Regions from separate parts of the Sus scrofa genome. Here region 1 is linked to region 2. The links are chromatin contacts, called in public promoter capture Hi-C maps. All regions are on one chromosome and are shown on one strand. The core of a region is the stretch at or near the end of the contact, and the rest is flanking DNA. Distances in the headings are between cores, read along the strand shown.

Region 1 (7,413 bases), core at 1,928-4,427, 83 kb after region 2:
GCCCCCGCCCAATGCCAGTCCTGCCTTCACCTGGATGATGAGCTTAGTGAAAGGCTCCGTGATGATCTTGAGCAGGTCAGGGGTGTCACGGCCACCACGGATGTTGAAGGAGGCTACCACAAGTCGAGTGACGTAGTGCAGGTACCCGGTGGCAGCTTCCAGGGGCAGCAGGACCACAACTGAGAGCCAGTTAAAACAGTCGTGCACGGTGGCCCCCGCGAAGGCCCTGGGCAGGGAGGCCGTGTTGCAGGATAGGCTCAGAGCCAGGATGTGCTCAGCCTGGGGGCTCCTGGCCTGTGGGACCACCCTCCTCCTACAAGGACAGGCCCCTCACCGCTCTACCCTCTTACCGCCGGAAGTCAGTCCTGTCCCCCGCCTGCATCAGGGCCACGATGGTGTTGGTGACCGAGGTGCCGATGTTGGAGCCCATGATGATGGGGATGGCAGAGCTCACCTCCAGCACTGATAGAAGAGCGTGCCTCCTAGCTAACTGTTCAGGGACTACCCACCTCCTGCCCCACCCCTCCTGCCAGAACCCCTACCCACATCCAGGCCCATGACTCTGCCCAGCCTTGGCCTCTGCGGCTGTGTGTTTATGTGTGTGCATGCTTGTGAGCCAGTATACATACACTGCACCTGCATATGTGTAAACGTGTGCGTGGGTATGTGTCCACGAGGGCATGGGTCGTATATGCAAATAATATGCAAATGTGCTTGTGTGTGCTCATGTGTCAGCTTAGCTAGTGCCCAGTAATTCAATCCAACACGAATCTAGATGTTGCTGGGAAGGAATTGTGCACATGTGATTTGCCTCAACTGTTGATTGACTTTAGGGAAGGAGATCAACCTCAGTAATCTGGGTGGGCCTCATCCAATAAGACTAAAGGCCTTCAGAGTAAAACTGAGGCTTCCTTAGGCAAGAAAAAGTTCCAGCTGTGCACTGAAACAGCAGTTTCTGCCCAGGAGTCTCAGCTTGCCCTTGCTGACAACCTGCACTACAGATTTTAGACTTGCCCAGCCAGCCTCACAATCAAGTAAGCCAATTTCTTGCAATAAGTCATAGATCTGTATGTGCTTCCTGCAGCTTTGGTTTCTCTGGTTCTGTTCCCCTGATGGATGGAATGAGCTACTGTGTGGTGACATGAAAGTGTGCCCTCCTGAGGCTCTGTTCCTAATCAGCCATTCTTCCCAGCTCCTGGGATATCTCCTCCTGGCTGAGATTCCAGGCCATGCTTTGGAGGATGGAGTGCAAGATGCCAGAGCTGCCCATTGCCCTTTGGCCCCCTGTTCCCACTCCTGCCCTTCCCATCCCAGCCCCCTCCCTCTTTCCCTGGCCCTGGTGGGCCAACTCACAGCCAGAGGAGACCATGCTGACAATGATGGATGTGGAGGTGCTGGAGCTCTGCACCAGCACGGTCACTAGGATCCCCACCACCAGCCCTGCTACTGGGTTGGACAGGATGGCGTTGTCCTTGAAGATGTCGCCAGCCACCTTTCCTGGGGAACATGAGGCAGCATTTTCCGAGACTCTTCAGATCCCTTCCCTGGTCCCCCCACCACCACCCTACCTCCAGCCAGCTGGAAGGCTGAGCTGAGCACGTCCAGGGAGCAGACAAAGAGGTAGAGGAAGGCAAGCATCAGCGGCACCTTGAGGAGCATTGAGCCAGCCTGGCGCAGCTTCTGGGCCAACCCTGGCTCTGGAGACAGGCCAGCAGTGAGCACAGTGGCCAAAGTCTGAGTCAGTGACTGGCGGCCCACCTTCCCCCCTCACCCAGGCCCACCTGGCTTCTGTTCCTCCTCCAGGGCCAGCTTGGAGGGCAGCGGGTCATGGCGCTCCAGAACCTCCCCATAGGAGCAGCCGTGCTCGGTGAGGGCCACAGGGCCCAGGCTGGGGAAGGCATAGGCTGAGGTCCCTGGGATCCTGTGCAGGACTGGGGAGGGAGGCCGGTCACGAACTTCCTGAGGCCCCGTGTCACTTCGGAGGAGGGGGGAGGGGGGGTGGGGGGGAGAGAGGAGGCCTCACCCGGGATGTGGGCGACCAATCAAGGGCAGGCAGGGACTCAGAGTAGGAATAGCACTCACCCTGCGGGCTGGGCACGTAGGCAAAGGTCGCCCCACGCATCATGTGCCCCCCGCGGACTGGGAGCGGGGAGATAGCCGGGCCCCCCAGCCTCTCTCCGTAGGACATCATCCTGGGTACACTCTGTGGGCCCTGCACATCAGGGGGCCCAAACTGAATGACAACTGCTGTGTCACAGAAACACACACACACAGCCATTCCCCCCCACATCCACACACCCATTCACTCATGTGCACAAACACCCATGGTGTGTGATCCCAAATACACACCCAGAAAAGCACACTCAGGTGGTTGTCACACATTTGGGGATTCGTTCATTCAGTCATTCGTTCGTTCATTCATTCATTCAGCAAGTATTTATTTACTCTATCTCAGGCACTGAGCTCAACGCCAGGGTACAGCTGGCTAATACAGATGCAGCTCTGCCCCCATGAAGCTCAGTGTCTAGTGGGGAGACACATGTCAATGAAATAAGCTCTCAGATAGATGGAACATGACAATGGGAACAAGTGTCCTAATGACAGATACAGGTGCCACCAGAGTGCTTCCTGGGGCCAAGAGATTCACCCTCACAAGTGAAGTGCTTTCCCCATCCATTCCCACCCCCAAGCAATAAAAAAATGTTGGTGATCTTTTTGCCATGAATGAGGCTCAGACCAGGACTGGTTTAATTAAGCAGAACCCTCACCCTGTCCCCAAGTCTGGGAAGACCTCGGCTTGCCTTAGGCCCTCCTGAACTGCCCCAGGAGTTCTCTGCTATTGAGGTGGGAGTGCCCCAGTCTGCTTCAGGACCTCCTCCCTCCACCCCAACATTATTCCAAGGGTCCTGGCTATTAGGATTGGGGGCAGGTATGCAGAGCTGAATGCCGGGCCCTGGAAGAGCATGAGTCCTTTTCACTCTGGGGGAGTGAGCCAGGCTTGGATGGGACTAAGATGTGGTAGGGGACAGGGACGGAGGCATGGTGAGGACAGAGGTGAGGGGCTTGTTTCCACCTAAGTGTTGGGGATGGGTTTAGGATGTGGGGACCCTGGACTCACCTTGGTGTTCTGTGTTTCAGCTCCTGTTCAGCTGCTCAGGGAAGCCCTAGGAAGGGCTGGGAGGGACCAGGAGGGAACCTGGGACCCTCCCCTTTATACCCTCGGGTCAAGGGCAAAGTCCCTAGAACCCTAGCTGCTCTCCCTCTGTTCCCCCGATTAACCTAACCCCCTAGATTCCTCCCAGTTAATTGCTAATCGTCTGCTCTGCAAGGGGGAGTCTGTGGTCAGGCTCTCTCCTCCCCCGCACAGATACTCAGCCTGAACCATGATCCAGATTCAGCAAGGAGAGCACTGAGGCATCCCACACCCCCAGGCAGAGACCCTAATATCACTCAGGTGCCTTGTTCCGAGGGTCCCCTGAGATTTCATGGCTCTGGCCCGTTTTCCTTATTCTTGGCCTGACAGTGCTCCCCAGGGAATGGCCCAAACACCCTTGAGCCTTGCCTTCCATCAGGGTGTCTCTGGGTTTGTCTGTGTGACTTGAGTGGCATTTGGAAAAGAGGGAGAATGTGAGGGAGGAAGCAACAGAAGACACACCCAGAGAGGCTATTTGTGCTGAACTGTGGGACGTCCATGACCACAGATCCAGGATGTGAGCCTGGAGAATGTGAAGCCTCTGGCCAGATAGGGCAGGGCCTGGTCTGCACTTTAGAATGGTCTTGGGGTTGGGGGTGGGGTGGCGTGGTATGTGTCAAAGGGAGCAAGTCCAGGGTGGCACAGCAGGTTAAGGATCTGGTGTTGTCACTGTAGTGGCTCAAGTCACTGCTATGGTGAGAATTCCCTGGCCCTGGAACTTCCACATACTTCGGGCATAACCGATAAAAAGGCAGGGGGTGGGAGGTGTGAGTCTGGAAGGAGAGATTGCTGATGTGATGGTCCAGGTGACAGATGATGAGGTCTGAATCAAAGTGGAAAGAAGAGGGATGGAGAGGAGAGAATGCATCCTAGGGATACTTGGTGTATCTTTTTTCTTTTTCCTTTTTAGGGCCACACCCGAGGCAAATGGAAGTTCCCCATCTAGGGGTTGAATCAGAGCTGCAGCTGCCAGCCTATACCACATCCACAACAACACCAGATCCGAGCTGCCTCTGTGACCTACGCTGCAGCTTGTGGCAACACTGGATCCTTAACCCACTGAGCGAAGCCAGGGGAGGGTGCGAGCAAGAGGAAGTATGTAATGATTGGGTTTCTGGATCAGGAAGCCAATGATGACACAGGTCTGTTGCAGAATTCCTGAAACCCAGACAGGAGGGTTAAGGAGACTTTTTTCTCTTTCTTGGGACCTTGGAGCCTGAGTTTGGGCTTATGATCACAGAGAGATGAGAAGGGGGTGCCCCTTCTAAGGGATTAAGATTTTATCAGATCAGGAGTTCCCATTGTAGCTCAGCAGTTAACGAATCCGACTAGGAACCATGAGGTGGCGGGTTTGATCCCTGGCCTCCCTCAGTGGGTCAAGGATCTGGTGTTGCCATGACCTGTGGTGTAGGTTGCAGATGCAGCCCAGATCCCAAGTTGCTGTGGCTTGTGGTGTAGGCTGGCAGCTACAGCCCCAGTTAGACCCCTAGCCTGGAAATCTCCATATGCCTCAGGTATGGCTCTAGAAAAGATACACACACACACACACACACACACACACACACAAACACGATTTTATCAGATAAAAAAAAATCAAAAGCATAAAAAACTTAAAAAAAAAGTAGGGAGAGTTCCCTGATGGCTCAATGGGTTAAGGGCCAGCATTATCATTGCTGTGGCTCTGGTCACTGCTGTGGCGGGAGTTTGGTCCCTGGCCTGGGAAATTCCACATGCTGCCAAAATAATACATATTTTATCAGATTCAGGAGTGGTGGGTCAACAACTCCTCCTGGTTCACCAGCCACCCTTTGATCCCTCAGGACCCCCTGAGCTATGGCCCTTTGCAACATCTTACACATTTTAGGGTCACTCAGACCCAGCCTTCTCCATCAAAGAGGATGGACATTTTTGAATAGTTCCACCTTAAATATGAGTGCTTAATTTACAGAACTTTGGGGAGTTATCTACCTCATAGAGCTCACAATTGACTCTTTGTCAAAGTGGCTAAAAGCAGAGGAGAGGTCAGCCTGGGTTTTGATCCCAGTGCCACCACATTGTGGTCATAGCAGTTTAGGCCACAGAACCCACAGGGGAGAGGGGTGGGGAGGAGGAGGGAGGGGCAGAGGTACAGCTGGGATTGGGTTGGGGTGGAGTGACCATAAGTCCTGGCTTGCCCGGCCAAGTCTGCATTTATGACTGTTGATTCAGGGTTCCCTTTCACTCTGCAAAGTGCCCTGGTTTGGACAATAAAGCCATGTGGTCTTACGTCTGTTCTGGGAGATTCTGGGGAGTGAAGGCAGGGAATCAGCCACTTGGTGCTTACGAGAAAGGTCTCCATTCATAGCAAAAAGGAAAATAAAAACAATCCTGCTTCTGAGAAACATTGCTGTGATGTTTAGAACAATGACACCTCCTTTTTTAAAAATGAGTTGCCATCTTTATTTTATTTTATTTTTTATTTTTATTTTTTTCCTTTCAGGGCTGCACCTGTGGCATATGGAAGGTCCCCAGCTAGGGGTCCAATTGGAGCTGTAGCTGCCAGCCTATGTCACAGCCACAGCAACGCGGGATCCAAGCCGCATCTTCAAACTACCTCACAGCTCAGGGCAACACTGGATCCTTAACCCACTGAGTGAGGTCAGGGATAGAACCTGCATCCTCATGGATACTCGCCAGATTCGTTTCCGCCGAGCCACAACGGGAACTCCAACAACTCCTTTTTAAGAAGATTCAGATCTTTGACAGTTTTGAAACCTGCCTTCCTTGCCCTCATGGAGTACAGGGTTTAGCGGGATAGGCATTTTTCAGTCAAATGCATCGCAAGATATAACTGCAAAATGCTGTGGACACCCACCACTTCCGAGGATATTTGGTGGCAAGTGGGGTGGCCACTGCCCTAGCAAAAAACGTGGAAAACTTGGGAACTGACCACGGTTGCCTTGGGGGACTCCTGACAGCCTTGGAGATGGTGGCTCTCCATCCCCAGGCGGCTCCGCCCCTCTGATTCTCTCAGCCCAGGCCTGCTCACCGCCTGCCTCCTCCGCATCCGCGACAGCCTCTGGGTGTCTCCCTGAGTGGTGACTCCTGCCCTGTCTGCTCACCTGCACTTTGGCCACCGCCTCCCCCTGGCCTCTGGGCCAGGAGCCTGGAGCGTATGCATGGATGTGGGGGAGGTTGGTGGTGAGGTCTCACACTGAGAAAAGGCAGCCAGGAGGAGAAGCAGTTTTGGAGGAAAGATGCCAAGATCTGTCTGTACTGAACTGTGCCGCTGTGCCTGAGGTGCCTCTGGCGTGAGCAGTTGGAGCTGTGGGTCTGAAGCACACGACGAGCTCCTTCCCCAGAATGGGGCCTCCTGCTGGTTCCAACCTCAGTGAGCAGCTTGTGATCCAGACACAAAGCCAGACACTGAGAAGGCATTTTTTTTTTTTTTTTGGTCTTTTGTCTTTTGTCCTTTTAGGGCCGCACCAGCGGCATATGGAGGTTCCCAGGCTAGGGGTCTAATGGCAGCTGTAGCCGCCAGCCTAGGCCAGAGCCACAGCAACACCAGATCTGAGCTGCGTCTGCGACCTACACCACAGCTCACAGCAACGCCGGATCCTTAACCCGCTGAGCAAGGCCAGGGATCAAACCCTCAACCTCATGGTTCCTAGTCGGATTTGTTTCCGCTGCTCCACAATGGGAACTCCCTGAGCAGGCATCTTTGAAATGTGCTTCTCCTCCACCTCCTGATCTCAAATCCATCCCCCAATTCTCCCAACTCTCCTTTTTCAGGTGCTCCCTAATCCCTTCTCCATCTCTCTAGTCCAGGCATCACCTCTCACCTGGGTTAGGGCCATAGCTTTTCTGTCCTTGCTTCCCCCAATCCAATCTCCAAAAATGCAGCCAGCTAGCTGTTCAAAGCACCAATCTCATCCTGTCACCCCTCTCCCCTTTAAAACCTGCCCCTAAAAAAAAAAAAAAAAAAAAAAAAAATTCCAGTTGTGGCTCAGCAGTAACGAACCTGACTAGTATCCATGAGGATGAGGGTTCGATCCCTGGCCTTGCTCAATGGGTTAAGGATCCTGAGTTGCTGTGGCTGTGGGGTAGGCCAGCAGCTGTAGCTCCGATTCGACCCCTAGCCTGGGAACTTACATTTGCCGCAGGTGAGGCCCTAAAAAGCAAAAAAACAAAAACAAACAAACAAAAAAACAACCAAAAAAACCCACCTGTCCCTCCTAGCC
Region 2 (6,747 bases), core at 2,892-5,391:
GCTGGGAGGGGCTTTTTCCAGCTCAGAGCGGCTTGAGCTCCTTTGAAGTCAGCAGGGAGACAGGCGGTGGAGTACAGGGTACACACAGGCAGGAACTGGATTCCGCTGCTGCCTTCTCAGTGCTGGGCCCCACATGGCCTTGGAACACTTGTGAGGTACACAGGGTCCTGCTCCCAGAGGGGAGCTGAGCTTGGGGGCTAAAGGGCCTGGCCCCGTTGCGCACAGGGAGCAGCAGCTGTGGCTGGCAGTCCAACCTGAGTTGGCCTGAGTCCCAAGCCAAACCTGAGAGTAGAAGAAAGGCTACTCCTCAGCTGGGGCCTAAAGGTTTGGGGGCAGCCCTAGGGGTCCAGAGGCTGCAGTGGGGCAAGAAGCAGCTTGCTGGGAGCCTGTGGAGAACTCAGGAGGCCGGGCCAGCACTGGGAGACTGTGCAGTGTGGAAATGCCCAGGAGGGTCCCAGGACCAGCCTGGGTTCTCCCGCTTAGGGGCCAGGGGCACTAGAAGGTCAACTCAGCTTTCACCCATGTCTCTTGCCAATGACAAAAATGACCACTGCTTAGGGACTAGGTCTACTGGGAAGGACTCTTTCAGGTGTAATTCAAACTCATTTAGCAAAAACAGGTAATTTGTCTCATTTAACTGAAAAGGTTAATGGCTTCAGACATGGCCAGATCCAGTACCCATGGGTGTGACAGTTGTATCCGGAGTCTCTGAGCAGCACGTGTTCTCTCTCTTTCTCTCCCTCCCCACCCCCCCCCCAGCTGCCCCCCAAGCAATCCCTTTCTCTCTCCATCTCTCAGTTCTGCTTTTCTTTTTTTTTTTTTGTCTTTTCGTTGTTGTTGTTGTTGCTATTTCTTGGGCCGCGCCCGCGGCATATGGAGGTTCCCAGGCTAGGGGTCGAATCGGAGCTGTAGCCACCGGCCTACGCTAGAGCCACAGCAACGCAGGATCCGAGCCACGTCTGCAACCTACACCACAGCTCACGGCAACGCCGGATCGTTAACCCACTGAGCAAGGGCAGGGACCGAACCCGCAACCTCATGGTTCCTAGTCGGATTCGTTAACCACTGCGCCACGACGGGAACTCCAGTTCTGCTTTTCTTAGTGCTGGCTTTATTCTCAGGTAACTCTCTCTATTATCAGGAAAAATGCCCCTCAGCCAGCTTCAAACCCACATCCTGCCAGCTCAGCTGCCCCACTGGAGACTTTTTTTTTCCCTGTCTTTTTAGGGCTGCATCTGCCACATATGGAGGTTCTCAGGCTAGGGGTCGAATCAAAGCTGTAGCTGCTGGCCTACACTACAGTTCATGGCAATGCCAGATCCTTAACCCACTGAGTGAGGCCGGGGACCGAACCCTCATCCTCATAGATACTAGTCAGGTTCGTTAACCACTGAGCCACAAGGGGAACTCCTAGATATTGTTTTAAATCCTCAAACAGACCCGTGAGCTAGGTACCATCATTATCATCCCCATTTTATAGAGATGAAACAAGAAAGGCCAAGCAGACTAAGGTCACATGGGTAGCAAGATGAGAGCAGGGCTAATGTGGTCAAAGTGGCTCCTTCCTGCCCCAGTTCCCTGGTGCCAGGGGCAAGACCTGGGAAGTGCTATGAACACTGTAAAGATGAGGGGGTACCTTTTGAAAGTGTGCTTGCTAGGAACTTGCAGAGGCAGGGTGAGGGCAGAGAAGACTCCAGCAGCTGGTGCTGAAAGAGTCCTGAAACCTATGTGTCATCCTTGAAGCCTTCCCTGAGAGGAACACAGAGCAGGAAGGTGGGCGTGGGAGGGAGGAGGTTGGGGCTTCTAGAAGGAAGAGGAAGGGGTTCTCTCACTCCCAAGCCTTCATCCACACTTGCATTTCACCCTCACAATATTATCAAAGAGGAAACTCGGAGAGGGAAAGCATTTTACCCAAGGTCACACAGCAAGTGACCAGCTTCTGGATCTGAATCCTCCCTCTCTCTTGGCTCTTCCAATCTGAGGACCCAGAAGCCATTGGACCAACCTCCCTCTTTGGGGTGGGAGGGGGGGCTCAAGATCTAGGGTTGGGAGAGACTTGAAGGGTGATCAGTGCTGGGTAGACATGAAAGCCTGGGAGGGCCTCCAAGGACACACCCAGCACCCACCACCAAGGCTGAGCATGTGGGTTTCAGGGGCAACAGGCGGTTGATGGGAGGCAGGGTTGCAGAGGAGAAAGTGATCGGTGGTTGCCCTGCTCCCAACGGTTGACGAAACCCAGGACCACAACAGGGGCAATGAATTTGGCACTGTAGAGGTCACTGGTGCCTTTGGCTAGAGCAGTGCCAGGGCCAGTGCAAGAAGGTCAAGACAGATTATAGATAGACAAATTATGGGATAATGAGGATGTGGAGGGGTGACGGGCAAGAAGACCAGAAGGAGTGGGCTTTTGGGGGAATGCCAGCAGGGAACCTTCTTGCTGCCCTGAAAATAGAGAAAACTGGGCATGGGGCATATGGGGACTCTCTGCACTATCTTTGTAATTTTTCTGTGAATTTCAAACTGTTCTAAAATTAAAAGTTTATTTAAAAATATAGATGGCAAAGAGGTAAGAGTGGGTGTGGCTGGAGTCTGTAGGTGGCTAGGGGAGGCAGGAATTTGAGGAAAGGAGAGCGTGCAGGTAGGGCTTCTGCTGTTTGGATGTGAAATTGAGTGAGCTGGGGAGGGGGCTTTGGGTGGAGAGGTGTTCTGAGCTGGGATAAGTCAAAGGAAGCAGGAAAGGACTGAGGCCTGAAATCCTTCTCCCAGGTACCCTTCAGCCCCACTGTGGGGTCTCCTCTCTCCCCAGAATCTTAGTGACTCTGCCTGTGACCTGCTCCAAGTGGGAGCCACGAAGAAACTGCCAGGGCCAGGGGTCCATGGGCATAATGGGTGCATAGAGTTCTCCAGAGGGGCCTGTGATGTATCTTAAGAGCTTTTTCCTACACCCAAACACTGTGACCCACTGCTGGAAACCAATGCACAATGCCCTCCTTCTCTTGGTACAGCTGGTTACCCAACTAAGAACTCAGAGACCCAGCCCAACCACCTTCCAGATTGGACCAGGAGTTTTCTCAGGTTCTGTCACCTCCTTTGAGAAGATGGGGTGGAAGACCTTGTAGCTGATGGTAAAGGCTTCTGAGAGCTGCAGAGGGTTTCGGGGTCTCAGCTCAGATGGGAGCGGAGATGCTCCAGGAGGCTCTGGCAGTCCCACTTCCCTGCAGAGGACTCTTCTGAGGCCCCAGTGTTGCCTGTGCTCAGAGCTTTGGGAAATAAAGGTGTCAGGAGGCTGGCCCTGGAGTGTCCTTGGAGGAGCCCTGCCCTGGGAATCTGGGGTTAGATGCTACTTCTGGAACTCGAACCAACTTGGGATTCCTCTGGGAGGGCTGAGGCTTGGGAGGGAAGGCAAAGGATTTCCTGGGCTGGCCCCATCTGAGAGGGCTCAGGGGGTGGCTGGTAAGAGAGGGGTGCACAGCATAGGGTGGGGCAAGGAAAGGGTAGAGGTTGGGAGTGCTGAGGTAAGAAACTGGGTTGCAGCTGGGGAATGGTTTAGGAGGTAAGGATGGAGAGATGTGGTTAGGGACAGGATCAGAATGGGAACAGCATAGGCTAGACGGAGGAGGGTGCGGCTAGGGATGGGGTCTGATGAATGGGTAAGGGGTGTGTGTCTAGCACTGGGTTGGGAGTGGGGCTGAAGCTGGGAGGGGAAAGAAATGGTCTGGATTTGGGGTGGAGATGAACAGGGCAGCGGACAGTGATGAGGATTGATTAGGAACGGGCCTTTCAGAGGTGGGGATGGGCTGCAGATGAAATGGGTTAGGGCTGGGAGGTTGGGATGGACCAGGAGTGGGGACGAGGCTGGAGTAGAGATCAATTAAGGACGGAATGGGGCTGGGCCGGATTGGAATGGAGTGGATTTGGGACCGAAGCTGGGCCTGCATAAGGGGTTGGTGAGGTGGGGACGGGCTGCGTTTGCGTCTGGGGGAAAGGGGTGAGGGCGTCAGGCGGGCTGGAAACACCCTAGGTGAGAGTTTGGGACGTGGGAAGGACAGCCCCCGGGCGCAGAGGGGTAGAGCCGCCCGGGCGAGGCGCGCAGGGGCTGCGGGCGAGGGGCGTGGGGGCGCCCGAGGCAGGCCGGGAAGGGGGGGCGGGCCTCCCCCTGGGCTGGGCCGGGGCGGCGCTAGGACCGAGCGCGCGGAGGGAGCGAGCCGGGCGGAGCCAGCGCCCCCCGCCCCCCGCCGGCCGGCTCCCCTCCCCCGGCCGCTGGCTCGCTCAGCTCGCAACGCTGCAGAGGCTCTGAGGCGGCAGCGGCGGCGCGGCGACTCCCTCTTTCCCTCCCTCCTTCTCCGTCCGTCCGTCCGTCCGTGCGTCTGTCCGTTCGGCTTCGGTCCGGCCCGCAGCATGGCCGGCGTCAGCTTCAGCGGCCACCGCCTGGAGCTGCTGGCGGCTTACGAGGAGGTGATTCGGGAGGAGAGCTCGGCCGACTGGTGAGCCCCCCGCCCCCGCCCCCCAGCCCCTTTGTCCCCGCGCTGCCGCCGCCGCCGCGCCTTTGTTTCCACCCGGCCCCGCCGCCCAGCAGCCGGGAGGGAGGGGGAGACCCCGAAATGGTGCAGCGGCCCGGGAGGGCTGGGGAGGGGCTGCCTTTGTGCGCGCCGGGGGAGGGGCCGGGCGGGCCAGGCGGGGCACCGGCGGCCCCGAGCGCCCGGAGGCGGCCCCAGTCGCGCGTTGGGAGCGGTGGCCGGACGCGAGCTGGGGAGACGCAGGGTCCAGATGTGTGGCCCGGGGCCTCCTGGCCCTTCGGGAGGCCATCCCCCGCCCCCTTCCCTCCGCCCCGGACCCGGGGGACAGGTGTGCACCGGGCGGCCAAGGGCACCTTCGCCACCTTCGAGCGGGCAAGGACCGGGCAGGGACGGGGCGGGGACCAGCTATGAGAGCGAGTGCAGTCTGCCCGGCCCAGCCCGGCCCGGCCAGAGCACAAAGGAAAGCCAGGGCGGGGGGAGGAGCAGAGCGGGCTGGGGGCCGGGGCGCCCCGCCCACCGGGGGGCCTCTCAGAGTTGGGGTGTGATGGAAAGACGTTCATTGCCACATAGCCACCGCCAAGTGACTCCTGTTCCCTCAGGGGTCGAGGAGGCAGGGATCCACAGCCCGATGGGGATTGCAGGGACCAGGCGGCTGGGTTGGGACATGCCAAAGGGACTGAACTGCCTGCCTAGGGAACCAGGTGGGGTTCCCGCGAGGAAGACCCCAGGGGCACTAATGTGGAGGGAGTTCCTGGAGAAGGATGAGGGGGTGAGTAGATCCACTGAGCCATAACCCAGTGGCCCAGTGGCAAGGGGCTCTCAGCTTCCTGCTGGGGGAGGAGCTGGCCTGCCTTCTCCCCCTCGTGCCAGCTGTTGTCTCCCACTGGGCTATGGGAGGGGATAGACCACCTGCTCAGGGGATGGAGTCCTCAGTGTGGCAGGAAAGCCGAAGGGTTCCTCATTGCCCCATTCAGAAATCATCAGCCCCCCAAAATACTCTTCTCCTGGGGAAGGTGCCCATTCTGTTCCCTAGGCTTCTTCCCATGGCAGGCAGGAAACTGAGTCACAGAGTGAAGGCAGGTCTCATGGACCTCACTTGGGCTGGCCCCACCCTCATGCTGAGAGGGCAGTAGGGTAGGGACATTGACCTGGGGGCTGGAGGAGGGGACAAGATGGCCAGGCGTCCATGCCACGCTACTGCAGCACTGGCGGGAGGCCAGGCCCGGAGGGATGGACTCGAGAGACAAGCAAGCTCTCGTGTCCTGCGGGTCAGTCACAGAAGAGGCCAGCACAGGCTAAGTGGGCAGGCAGCCCACCCGTTGTCCCAGCGCTGCCCCAGGGAGACTGAGATCATGGGAGGAGTTCAGGGCAAGTGGCCGGCTTGGCCTGGTGGAGGAGCTGGCCTTGGGATATGGGCTGTGCCTCTCTCAAGCTCACTTCAGAAGGCCCTCCTCTCCAGTCTTGGGGGGCTGCCTGCCACCACCCAATTTCCCCCAACCCTCCCCAAATCAGAGCTCCCACAACCACTCCTGGCCCACATCCTGCTCAGCAGAGTCTTGGGCTCCCACCCCACAGCAGCATCCATGTGGCCAAAGCCAATTATTCATCACTCGCGTGCGTCACCCCCCCCCAATCTGGGTTGTGTGTGGGACACACACAGATGTACACATGCACCCTCGCACATACACACATTTGCTCACTCCCAAGGGCCCAGATAAACATTTGGTAGAAAAGATGTGAGGATCATCCTGCAGAATAGGGCACTAGTGCCCCCAGCACAGAGCCAGGGATACAGTGGGGTCTCAAGACTCAGGGGCAGACCCTGTACTCAGGCTGGAGGAGGGCATCTGGGGTAAAATTGCTCTCTGGACAGAGGCGGCTTGGCCCTGCCCTCCCTTCCTTTGCCTCTGAAGGGATAGATGGCTCATAGATGCCATGGCCTCAGAAATGGAACATTGCCCTGGTGCTGGGAGCAGGGGCTCCAGGAAGTCAGGTTGTGTAGTGAGAAGAACTAGTATCCTGGATGTGACCCTACTCACTGCATGACCACACACAGCTCTCTGCTCCTCTCTGGTCCTCCTGAAAAGGGGGTTGGGTGCAGCCATATCTGGGATACCCAAGGCCCTTCCAGTTCTGACATCCTGAGTGCAATTGTCCTGAGGAATCCACCTGCCCAGAGCCCCCCCCATCCTCAGCTGACCCCCAGGATCTCCCTGGGGCTACTACATTC

The links. Promoter capture Hi-C pulls out the DNA fragments that hold promoters and counts their contacts.
Region 1: a contact with region 2 is called in a promoter capture Hi-C map of fetal liver, with 3 times the contacts expected there. The contact joins the promoter of SLC34A1 here to the promoter of DBN1 in region 2. A contact is called at or near these places in 2 of 5 promoter capture datasets (fetal liver and liver), 24 of 47 Hi-C or Micro-C datasets (alveolar macrophages, blood, brain and 12 more) and 1 of 2 datasets of contacts at active chromatin or transcription factors (skeletal muscle).

The regions. Positions count from the first base shown.
Region 1 is chr2:80,560,112-80,567,524 of Sscrofa11.1, forward strand. SLC34A1 (solute carrier family 34 member 1) reads right to left here and starts at 3,178. Exons shown (of 13, transcript NM_001044623.1): 1 at 3,119-3,178; 2 at 2,083-2,212; 3 at 1,782-1,931; 4 at 1,569-1,697; 5 at 1,354-1,497; 6 at 351-462; 7 at 31-226. The coding sequence starts at 2,191.
Region 2 is chr2:80,476,462-80,483,208 of Sscrofa11.1, forward strand. DBN1 (drebrin) reads left to right here and starts at 4,142. Exons shown (of 14, transcript XM_021084369.1): 1 at 4,142-4,484. The coding sequence starts at 4,399.